Regions from separate parts of the Sus scrofa genome. Here region 2 is linked to region 1. Evidence: chromatin contacts called from public Hi-C data. All regions are on one chromosome and are shown on one strand. Each heading gives the region's core, a stretch centred on a gene start, on an enhancer-like site or on the middle of the called end of the contact. The rest is flanking DNA. Distances are from core to core; before and after follow the strand shown. Region 1 holds the start of FRZB (frizzled-related protein). Region 2 holds the start of NCKAP1 (nck-associated protein 1).

Region 1 (6,183 bases), core at 511-3,010:
TCTAAAGTGGAAGCATCTTTTCTCTGCTTATTATTGACTGTGAGAAATGGCTAGATTAAAGCAGTGAAATGTTTCAGTGACGCAGAGCAAAGGTGACTTCCTGTTTTGTTTTAGGGTTTGTTTCCTTCTCTTCTCAATGAAGGCTGTGTTTTCTGACTTTCTGCAATCCTTTTGCTCAGTGATTTCCCATTGAAAGGGCAGGGTAGGAGGGCCTCTGCAGGTCATTCCTTTTACAATGTGCCCTGAAAAGGGAGAAAGGGGGAGAGGGAGGAGGAGAGGCAGCTCATTAGTGCAGACCCACAGGGAAGCTGTTCTCCATTTTCTTTTCTAGATTGAACTCATTTGGATGGAAAGGGTTTTATTGTTATTATCATCATTATTATCACCAGTGTGGTGTAATTTTCTCATACCTTTCTCTCAAGTGTTAGGTGAAACTATTGTTGAGAAGAGTGAAGTAGAAGTGACATTTTATTTTAGTGCATAAAATCAGGAGAAAAAAAAAAGCACAAATACTTTAAAGCAGTTAGTTTTCACATTGAAGCTCAAAAGGCAAAGCTCAAAGTTCAAATTCTGCAAAGCAAATGGAAAAAAATTAAAAAGAAAAATAAAACTCTGATTCTTGCTTCTGGTGACCCGATTTATAATTATGTACGGCGTTTCTTCTCTTTTTATGAAAGGCAATTTCCCCCCACCTAGTTACTCAAAATGCAGACCTCTGTGGTTTGGAGCTCTAGGTTGATAATAAGGCTCCAGCATCGCTGCAGCGGTCCGTGTTTTCTGCGACTTGGACATTTCAAGTGCCGTTGCTTGTCTTGGCCCTCAGGTCTGACTTTCTGCAGAGCTGCTGATCACAGAGGTGAAGCTGTAGTTTGCTTAAAGGAAGTATCTCCAGAGAAAAAGAGGGGCTCCGCTGGTTCTCAAGTGGGGAACTGAGAGCACTCCTTCGTGAGGATTTGGGGTGGGTTTAACAGTGAGGGCCTGGGGGCTCTCCTTTGGACCCAGGTTATGTGAATACGTGTGTGTGGCGGGGGAGGCGGGTCTTGCCCATGTGGGGGCGGGGAAGAGGTGCTTGTCTCAAGTCCGCTCTTTCTTGGGTTATTGCATCCTCACTGCTTCTCCAGGCTTCCCTTTCCTCTGCCTCCAACCCGCAGACCTTCTGTCTCCGGATCCCCCAACTCCCTTCCCAGGAAGAGGACCGGGCGCTGGAGGGCTGGGATTGCATGGGGGCGGAGCTGCTTCTCGGGTCCCGAGGTGGGAAAGTGAAGGCAGCGGGTCCGAGGCACAGACCGCCCGTCTAGGCTCCTCTTGCCGGTCCCTCTTGGCAGCAGCGATCTCTGCAGCTGCCACAGCTCACACCCCAAATTGGATCTTTTTGCTCAGCCTCCAAGGACTTGCAGACTCTCACTGCACCCTTCTTCTCCTGCTCTCTGTGCCCGCCCTCGACCCCTTCCCCGACCCCCGCCTTCAGCCTCTGGTCCTCCTCACTTGGGGGAATTTCTTGCTTCATTTAGCACCTTTTTGTAATCCAGGGGACGTGACACCCCGAGGCTCCAACTACCTCAGCTGAATTCTACTTTTGTTTTTATTTCTCCCTCGCTTCCTCTTGTTTTCCTCTCATCTGATTCATCTGTGAAGTCTGATGCTTCTGCCAGAGGGAGCGGGGCAATAAATAGATGTTGCGGCCCCAGAAGGCTTAGACGTCGGGAAAGAGCAGCCAGAGCGGCAGGGGCGGCGGCGGCTGGAGCTCAGCGAAGCTCGTGGGACCCCATTGGGGGAATTTGATCCAAGGAAGCTGTGAGATTGCCGGGGGAGGAGAAGCTCACAGATCATTGTGTCCACTTCCAGGGGTAGGAGGAGCCGGCGGAGCGGGCCTCTCGGCGTCCTCTGCACTGCTGCACCCTGCCCCGTCCTGCCGGGATCATGGTCTGCGGCAGCCCAGGAGGCATGCTGTTGCTGCGGGCTGGGCTGCTTGCCCTGGCGGCGCTCTGCCTGCTCCGCGTGCCTGGAGCCCGGGCTGCAGCCTGTGAGCCCGTCCGCATCCCCCTGTGCAAGTCTCTGCCATGGAACATGACCAAGATGCCCAACCACCTGCACCACAGCACTCAGGCCAACGCCATCCTGGCCATCGAGCAGTTCGAAGGTCTGCTGGGCACCCACTGCAGCCCGGATCTGCTCTTCTTCCTCTGTGCCATGTACGCGCCCATCTGCACCATTGACTTCCAACACGAGCCTATTAAGCCCTGCAAGTCTGTGTGCGAGCGGGCCCGGCAGGGCTGTGAGCCCATTCTCATCAAGTACCGCCACTCGTGGCCGGAAAGCCTGGCCTGCGAAGAGCTGCCGGTTTATGACCGTGGCGTATGCATCTCTCCAGAGGCCATTGTCACTGCCGATGGAGCAGGTGAGTCCTGGCACTACCCAGCCTCCTCCCCTGCCTTCCATCCTCTCACTTCTTAAAGGGTCCTTGTTACTCGCCCTTAGACTTCTAATTCTGTTGTTTCTCTTCGGATCACTTCTCTTTCTCTTAGTTACTCCTCTATTGAACACCACACCTTTTTTTTCTCATCTCATTATCCATCCAAATAGATACACTCCATTCCAATTGGTGACCTGTCTAAGATACTCAGTTCATCCACTCCCATCACACTTCCACTCCACAGTGCCTCTTCACTTCCATTCTTTCCATGTCCAAGTAACCATATCTTGTATAATGATGCTCTTTTCTTACTTTCTTAATTTGTTTATAATCACTGAGCTTTCTTGCCTGATTCTCTTGCATTCTCAGGCATCAGTTTTATATATCTTTCATGTTTAGCTGCTTGTCAAGATTATATGGTGAAAACAGAAAACTGAAGCACCATTTTCTTCTAATCATTAAAAATACCAAGATAATTTCAGTAACCTTATTCCAACTTGCAGATATTAGTGGTATGTGTTTGCTCAACATCCAATTTGAGCAATTACCTTCACCTTAAATTTTCCCCTCCTTTCAATGAGATAAATTGTTCTTCCATTCCAGACTGAAATAGCTGTGAAACATTGCTATGCACTGCTAATTAGCTTCTGTGACTTGCTCCAGCCACAGAGCTGGCAGGGTGAAATTGCTGGGCTCTTTTCACAATCCCACATGCCTTCAAGTCATTTTGTAAATGACATATGGATGAAAGGAGTTATATTTAATGTGTGTTATCTTCATACACTCATGTAATGTTATTTTTAATTTCACCCATTATCCCACTCTTATGCTCTGCAAATAATTTCTTTAATACCCTTTTTCATGCCCCTTCTGTGTTCATCAACTACAGATTCATTTAAATCTTTCTCTACTGTAAAACTTTACTGCTGTTCTACATGAAATGGACTAAATCACAAGTTGTTTTCTCACTAGTGTTTGGTCTAATTATGGCAGTCACAACTCTTAAGACCCCAAGTAAACCTAGTTCATTATGGTCCATTTAGTTCTAACTCAGTATCATTCCTACCAATTAATCCCAGACTCAAATTTCAGCCTTCATATACTTTAAAAATAAACCAAATCTTTTATGATTGGGCCTCTTTCAGACCCTCCCCACGTCAACTCTGTCCTTAGATGTCCTTCTCTATTCATTTCTTGGCCATCACATTTTTCTTTTTCTTGCCTCTCAACTTGCTCCACCTAAGCTCACATCCTCAGTCCATTTCTAGGTAATATTTCTTAGTAGTCAGGAAATTGGTTTGGGAAAATTGCTTTCTATGCACATTGTTCAACCTAACATATAGTGAATGGGGAGGGGGAATGTACTTGTATAAATAGCTACAAAACCAAAATAGCTCAGAAATTTCAAGAGCTTTTTGACGGTCACCTCACTTAGTTTATCACCATCGAATATACCTCTTATCTGGATTTTAATGACAAACCAACAACTGGTTGTATAATATAATCGGAAAGAAATGTATTTCTTATTAATCTTTGGGCTGAAAGACCACTCCAGAGCTTTCGTATGCATTAATGTCGTAGGCTGTGCAGACGCTGGGAGAGCTCAGTCAGTTGCTGCCCTGGTCTGCCAGGCACTTAGAATCAGTTAAATGCTGGCACTCCTCTCAGGCCAAAGGCTAGGAATGAGGTGGCTACGTTTCACACTGAAATGCATTCCTCCTCTTGCTCTGAAACCTCTCTTAGAAATGGACTTCAAATGAGAGGGGTATGGCAAGGTTAATGGCTTTCAAAAGCCATGGTCACTATAGATGGGAAGCAGTTTCCTTAAGTGTCCCTGAGTTACCTATCATCATGGACCAAATGTAGAACAATTGCCTCACTGAAGCACTCAAATAGGACGTGCATGGAAACAATTTGTCAGTCCTTGGGACCTGATTGCTAAGCTGCTTTAAAATGCTTTGCTGACAGCATCTTTGCTAGAAAAAGAAGTAGGGGTATGTGGCAGTTAGAACCATATTTTAATGATGGTTTCCCTTCCCCCTCCCTTTATTATAACCCTCAGTGTGAATCAGAGACTATGGTGGCAGGAGGGAGCTGAAGGGAGGTGGGGAGGGAGAATGGAGGGGTGGATTCTAGCCTGAAGGGTCCCTTGGCTTCCAAGGCCAGCTTGATGAAAATTACATTCCCTCTCCTGGGTCAAACTGTCAGGCACCTGGAATTACTTAGGAACTACCACATGTGGCCAGTTTAATTTACGATGCAATATGCTCCTTGGTTCAGTAGGATATGATAGTTCAAGAATCAGGGTGTTTTTTTTTTCCCCCTTTCTTCGAGGTATAAACAGAGGTCCTACGTCTTATGTCTAGAATCTAGCAGAATATAAAAATTAGGTCTCTCTGAATGGAACAATTTTTTTTTATATTTCTTCAATGTCTAGAGGATTTTCAGATCTTACCATTTTTGCAGATCTGTTCCATGCAGTATATTATGACTCCACCAACAAGTTTAAGGACATTTTACAAAGCAAAATCTTACTGAAATGGAATGTTACTTCAAGCTACTTTTTTTTTTTTAAATATTAAGGGCCAGCATATTTTTATTTATTTAGCCAAGGTTTAATTTTCATTGTTATTATTTTTAGTGATTTTTATTTTTTCCATTATAGTTGGTTTACAGTGTTCTGTCAATTAAGGGCAAGCATATTTTTATAAAGAAAAGACCATATCCTCCTGATTATTACCAATACATTCACATTAAATTTATTCTTTTCTACATTTTATGTTTACTATAGAGTTACGACTGCATGCATAACTGCCTTATCTGCTTTAGTTGAGAATTCAGTTTAGTCTTTCAGTCAGTTAATTAAGATATTAATCAAATCTTTATTATTGTATGGTGAGTAAAGGGTAGGGGGTGGGAGTAGGGTAGATGAGGTGTTGAATCTTGATTCTGCCTCATTAACTATTACTATAGGGAAATAACATAACCTCTCCAACTCAAAGTTTTCTGATCTGTAGCATGGGGACATGTTGCCTACATCCCATGAGCACTGTGAAGATGAAATGAAACAGCATTTGTAGTTTGGGGCACATAGTAAGTCCTTAATAAACTGCTGCTGTTATTGTTGCTATTTTACTGTTATTACTGTTGTTCAAATTGATTCTTTTCTTCTCTCTTTTTTGAACATGGTCTGTTGGTACATGCAAATACAGCCTAGCACTTTTATCAGGTCAGCTCTGGAAAATAAGCTTTTTACACTGAGAACTGGAAAAGATCTTGCTTCTCCTGAATATGTACTTAATATTTCATTTTATACAAATCAACCTGGACCTCAGGCTCAGGAACAAATCCCTTTGGGAGCAACAGGAGGAAAGAATGAGTCTAATGGATGTCTGTTAATTACAAATAGTTTTTCTCAGAAAAGTAGACATTCAGTGTTTAAGAAATTTTATGGGATGATTTTTAACAGCAATTTATGCAGTCCGTATGGTTTGCCATGCCAAGGGCTTTATAATCACTCCTCAGTCATTCCTGGTTTTTTGTTGTCACCCCAGTTCTTGCTCAGCAGATTTCTCCCAGCCCTTTCTCGCCTGGCAGAGCTGTGCCAACTTTTACATGCATGGGCTGCTGTTTAATCATTTCTCCACATTCTGGGGAACAGGCAGCCTTTTCTTTAACTCTGGTGTGCAAATATTTGAGGGGCCAAATACCAAGAAGGAAGAATTATTTAGTGTGATAGGAGGAGGAAAATGGAATGGAAAGGAGAAATG
Region 2 (5,643 bases), core at 277-2,776, 150 kb before region 1:
TCTCAGGTCAATATGTCTAAAAATTAGTTATAATAAAAACTGAATAATGAGGCTCAGCATTGGGTACTGAGTTAAAAATAGCTATGAGTGTTTTAAGTTCACATGGAAACACGATGGTGGCTCTTCTTGAGTAACAGTTGTGTTCAAATTTTAATATGGCACTCTTTTCTTCTTCTTTTTATACAGTACTTTTGAAAAACTAGAAAATGATATAAACTTTCATTGTGGGACTCTGTAATTCTGCCTCTGGTTACATTTGTTTGTAGTCGCTGAAAAGTGCTTATCTTTACTCCCCAGCCTCCTCACAAGCATCTTCTCCTTCCCAGGTCTGCTTTATCTTAGGTTCCAGACCCTTACCTCCAATAAATTAATATTTAAACTATTAGGTTAGAATGTAACTAGATAAATTAAATGACCCCCGACCTGTTAATGACTAATAAGAGCTCCATAGGTGATCTCTCAGATGTGTTTGTATTAAAAACCTTCATCACAATTTCCTTTGCATAAAGTGTTTTCATTAAGCCAATGATAGCTTATTTATTTTTACAAGGTCGTTCATTGAAGGTGGCATAATATTTTGTCACTCACTTAAAATTAATTAATATAATATAAAAGATTAACACATGGAAGGAAATTAGGGTAAAAAACAAAACAAAACAAAACACATCAAAACAGCATGAATCGTCTCTGCTGGAATCCCCACTCCAGTCAATTGTAAAAGTCCTTGATTTGCTCACTTTTGGAACCGTGTCTAATATGCTTGACCAGAAGGAGTGTCCCTGGGGTGTGACTGGGAGGAAACTGATCAAGAAAAAAAAGAGATGGAAAAGTAGAATACTGCCAAGAAGGGGTGGGGATTTGGGGTGGAGGCCAGAAAAAAAAAAAAAAGTGGGAGCGTTCCTTCATTTATTGAACAAACATTTTTTGCCTCGCACATGCCATTGCTTCTTAGCGTCTTCTCCGGAAGGGTGATCCTCGTCGACAAATTCCAGATTCTGATTATCTCAGGAACTTGATTTGCCCTCGCTTCCGACCTCCTCTCTCACAAACTGCCTTGAGGCGGGGGAGTTGGGATTGGATGGGGAGGAAGGGAGAGGCGAGGCCCGCTTCGCAGAGCACAACATCTGCTGTGTTCAGCCAGGAGCGTCTGTCAAGCAGTGGGAGGGAAAAGCGCACGGTGCCACCAGCCCACTCTTGGGCGAAACTCGCCAGAAAAACACCCGCCCTGCCTCCGCCCACCGCCTCCCCATGGGCTTCTGCTGGTTTCTTTCGGGAGGTGGTGCGGAAAGGCAACTTTTGGGAACTTAAAAGAGAGGGGTGTGCGGAAAGCAGAGAAACGTGACTTCATCAGGTCCCGGCTTAGACTCCCAAACCCGGATCAAGGGCAGTGGGCGGTCCAAGCCCATCGGGTCAGGTCTGGGACCCCTCAGCCGCCTCTCGGGCCGCGGCCGTCGCGAGGCCGGGCGGGGCGCGCTAGGGACCCCAGGCGCAGTTCCCCGTCCGCCCTCGCGGGGGCGCCGGCGCGGCTGATCAGGTGACCGAGAGCTGGTCCCGGGCTGCGGGAAGCGGCCTGGTTCTCAGCCGCCGGAGACGCCGCCGCCGCCGCCACACCTAGTGGAGGAGCCCGGGAAGGCGGCTCGGTGGGGGCTGGGGCCGAGGGCACCGGGGGGTGGGGACGGAAGGGCGGCAAGCGGAAGGCAGGAGGCTGCCGGGGCGCGGGCTGCTGCGGGGGAAGGGGCCCCGAGGCGTCCGCCGCGGCTCGCTCTGTCACCGGCGCGGAATTGGAGCGCGAGGGCTATGGGCGCGCTCCCCTGAGGCGGAGGTCGCGGGCGGGAGGGGAGAAGGCCCGACCGAGGTAGCTGCGGAGGCCGCGGGCCGGTGACTGGGCGAGAGGCAGCCGGCGGCGGCGGCGACGACACTACCACCACCACCACCACTATCACTACCACCATGTCGCGCTCCGTGCTGCAGCCCAGTCAGCAGAAGCTGGCGGAGAAGCTCACCATCCTCAACGACCGCGGCGTCGGTATGCTTACCCGCCTCTACAACATCAAGAAGGTGCGCACGGCTGGCGAGGCCGCGGCGGGATCGGCGGGTGGGCTGGGGAGGGCTGGAAGGCCCGGAAGGCCGGGGCGGGGGGGTCGGCGGGCGGCGCCTGGGGTAGAATTCACGGCCTCGCCGGGGCAGGCCGGGCCGGGGTCGCCGGGAGGCGCCGCGGCCTAACGCGGAGTCCCGGCGCCTCTCCCGGTGGCTCGCCGGCCGATCAGTGTCAGAAAGAAGCCATTTCCCGGTTCCTAGCGGCGAGATCCGGCGGGTCCGGCCCCGCTCGGGGTGAGGGGCACCTCCGCCCCCGAAACGGGGTCTACGGAAAAGGGGGTTGGTAGTGGGTGGACAAGATTCTGGGAGGGGGATAGGAAAACTTGGATGTTCCGTAACTGAGGCCGAATGGTAGGAATCTGGCGGAGATGGTAGCAGGTTTTTTTCCCTCAATTTTTGGTGTGTAAGTGGAAATGCAGGAGGGGGATGGCTAATCAGGATGAACCCCGCATCTCTTCCACTTTGCCATTTTATTCTATATTGCGAAATAAAAGCCAATCAAGAGCATATTGGCGATTTGGAATTATTTCATCTTGAAGGTGGAGAGGAGGGGGAAGTGAGGGTGGAACCAATTTTCTTCTGAAATACTTCTGGGTTGTGAGTCACTAGAACAGGAATAACAACCTTCTCTCTCGTTCCTCTTTACTCCTCCTCATTTTAGTTTTTCCAACCATGTCTGATAGTACCAAAGCATCATTTCTTAAAGTTCGGTGTCTATAAAATAAAAATAAATATGTTGCTATTATTGCTGATTTTATAGAGTAGTCTCATAACTTGAGTAGCTCTAGCTAATAGGTCTGTTCGAAGTCTTTACATGCCTTCAGAGTAAAGAATGGAAGGCTGAATTGGAGTTAAGAAAAATAGATGTTAAGATAGAACAAATATATTAATTTATCTCAGGGGAAAAAAAGACATCCTTTTCCTTTTAAGACAAAGTAAGTTTTAAATAATTCAGTAAAGAGAAAATTAAGATTTTTTTCGTACAGTCTAGATCCTGAGAGTTTCCAGTCTATATTTGATATTATATCTTCATAATTATTTTTGTCTTTTTAATGCATCATGAATATTTCCTTTAGTTTAGTCATAGCAGTAGAATTGTAGCCCTTGTAAATTAGGGCTACTGAGGAAAGAATTTTTTTTTTGTCTTTTCTAGGGCCGTACCCGCAGCATATGGAGGTTCCCAGGCTAGGGGTCTAATCAGAGCTGTAGCCGCTGGCCTACACCACAGCCACAGCAACGTGGGATCCGAGCCAAGTCTGCGACCTAACCACAGCTCATGGCAACACCTGGATCCTTAACCCTCTGATCGAGGTCAGGGATTGAACCCGCATCCTCATGGTTCCTAGTCAGATTCGTTAACCACTGAGCCAGGATGAGAATTCCTGAGGAAAGAATATTTTTAAATATTTCATATCATGGGGTTCAAGTATAAAGTTGATTTATTTAAACAATTTGATGTAGACACTGTATTCTAAAGGAGAAGACTGCCCTGGCTTAATGGTGATGAATTTTGTATAAGGATAGCTAATGTTCCAGTTGCTCACCTGTATATGAAGATGATTGACTCTGAATTTAGTGTAATCTGGAAGAGTAACTGCAACATGTCTGTTGGGTTTGTCACATTTTATGTAGCAGGAGCTTGAGGGTCATTACAAAAAAGCCCTCTGCATTTACCAAAGAGCCTTGATTATAAATTCATGTAAGTTCAGAATAATTTAGACAGTATTACTTCTAGGTTGCATTGACCTGAACTTTTTTGTGAGATTATGCACCTTAACAAACTTGGAAATTGGTTCCTATATGATCTTTGTTCAAAAAAAATCCTAGCAAGTCAAACATTACTAAAAGTTACTAGACTCGTGGTATTGCGGTTAAAGGAAATGGTTATGATGGTTTCCAGAAGAGGAAGTGAGAGTAACATCAAAAGTGGTTTGGGTATATGGCAAAATACCTCTTTTTTTTTTTTTTTTTTTTTTTTTTAAGCATTCACTATAAACATTTTTATGGCATAAATACAGTCAAACTTTGTATATTTCACCTTCATAAATGAAATAATGTAAAGCCAAATTCTAAGCATTTGAACTCTTAGAATTCCAATTCACTGCCTTTCCTCAAAAGCATATTTTTTCACTTCCTGTTTTGAGAAACTTCAGGCTCTTGTATTATTGAACTAGTAAAACTTCAAATAAGTTGAATGTGATCACTATATTCAAGTGTCTAGTATTTTAAGTTACTGAAATGTTATATTTCGGCACTCAACACATTTATAATTTGTTGAGAAATAGTTTTCTACCTTGCCTGATTGTGAGTTCTCTCTGGATGGGGCCATTGTTGCTCATTTTTGAATTACTAGTACTTAGGGCCTTACCTGGTCCATGAGGCCTTCAGTTAGGACTTGTTGAAATGGATGAATATATTATGTACATTATATTTTTTGTTTATAATGTATATATGAATGTATCTATAATCTTGCTCTAGTTTTAATAATATTAGCTTTTGGTCTGTCTCCTTGTGTGATTTTGCATACAAATACATCAGATGGATTTTTAATGTTTCAGTCTGAATAGAGTTGTCTCTAAAGGCTGGCATATCTTCCTGGCTGGTTAGGATTGAAACATTTGTTCAGAAATCTTGCCAAAAAAGTAAGATCCGTTTACCATGTGTTTGTAAGGTTCCTGCTGTCTACATTTTTATGACAGTGTAAACCACATAATCTTTTTAGTCTCAATTTCTTATAGTCCTCAAAAAAACATTCTACTACATAATACATTTCTGCCAATTATTACATTTTTATTAATGCATCTATATATTAGCTTATCTATCAGATATGATTACTGTGCTCTATTTCAACTATAAGTCTGCAGTGGAAATATTTTAGTGAAGAGTTCCCGTTGTGGCTCAGTGGAAACGAATCTGACTGGTATCCATGAGGTCACAGGTTTGATCCCTGGCCTTGCTCAGTGGGTTAAGGATCAGGTGTTGCTGTGAGCTGTGGTGTAGGTTGCAGATGTGGCTTGGATCTGGCATTGCTGTGGCGGTGGCTTAGGCCAGCGACTACAGCTACAACTTGACCCCTAGCCTGGGAACTTCCATATGCCCAGGGTGTAGCCCTAAAAAGACAAAAAAAGAAAGGTTTTAGTGAATGTACGCAATGAAAAATACTGAAGTGACCAAAGTAAAATAACTATTAAGTTACTACTATCAAGAATAATAGGCTTTAATGCTATATTTGGGAAATGTAACATGGTTCCTGTAAAATGTTGCTTTTTTAAAGAAAATGTCGTTGATTGAAAAGACCTGGAGATCTTAATATGTACAGGTTATGAAAATTTTGAATTCGTATTCTAATCAGGAACGAAAAAGAGTACATAAAGTAAGATTCAGAGAAAAGGTGAAAGTGATAGGTAATTTTACATTTAAATTTATTTCTTTCATAATTCCTTAAGGTTTTTTTTTAAATGAGAAGTATGTCTTCCCTTTTCCAAATCTAACAATGCCATTCACATATACAGTGATTTTTAACATTTTCAGGCTACCTTTATATCT

Evidence for each region. Hi-C and Micro-C count contacts between places; a contact is called where the count stands out from the background.
Region 2: a contact with region 1 is called in a Hi-C map of skeletal muscle, with 2.9 times the contacts expected there. The contact joins the promoter of NCKAP1 here to the promoter of FRZB in region 1. A contact is called at or near these places in 1 of 47 Hi-C or Micro-C datasets (skeletal muscle) and 1 of 2 datasets of contacts at active chromatin or transcription factors (skeletal muscle).

Annotation. Positions count from the first base shown.
Region 1 is chr15:88,371,924-88,378,106 of Sscrofa11.1, reverse strand. It overlaps FRZB (frizzled-related protein), which reads left to right and starts at 1,760. Exons shown (of 6, transcript NM_001243330.1): 1 at 1,760-2,398. The coding sequence starts at 1,921.
Region 2 is chr15:88,524,300-88,529,942 of Sscrofa11.1, reverse strand. NCKAP1 (nck-associated protein 1) reads left to right here and starts at 1,526. Exons shown (of 31, transcript XM_003359581.4): 1 at 1,526-2,058. The coding sequence starts at 1,951.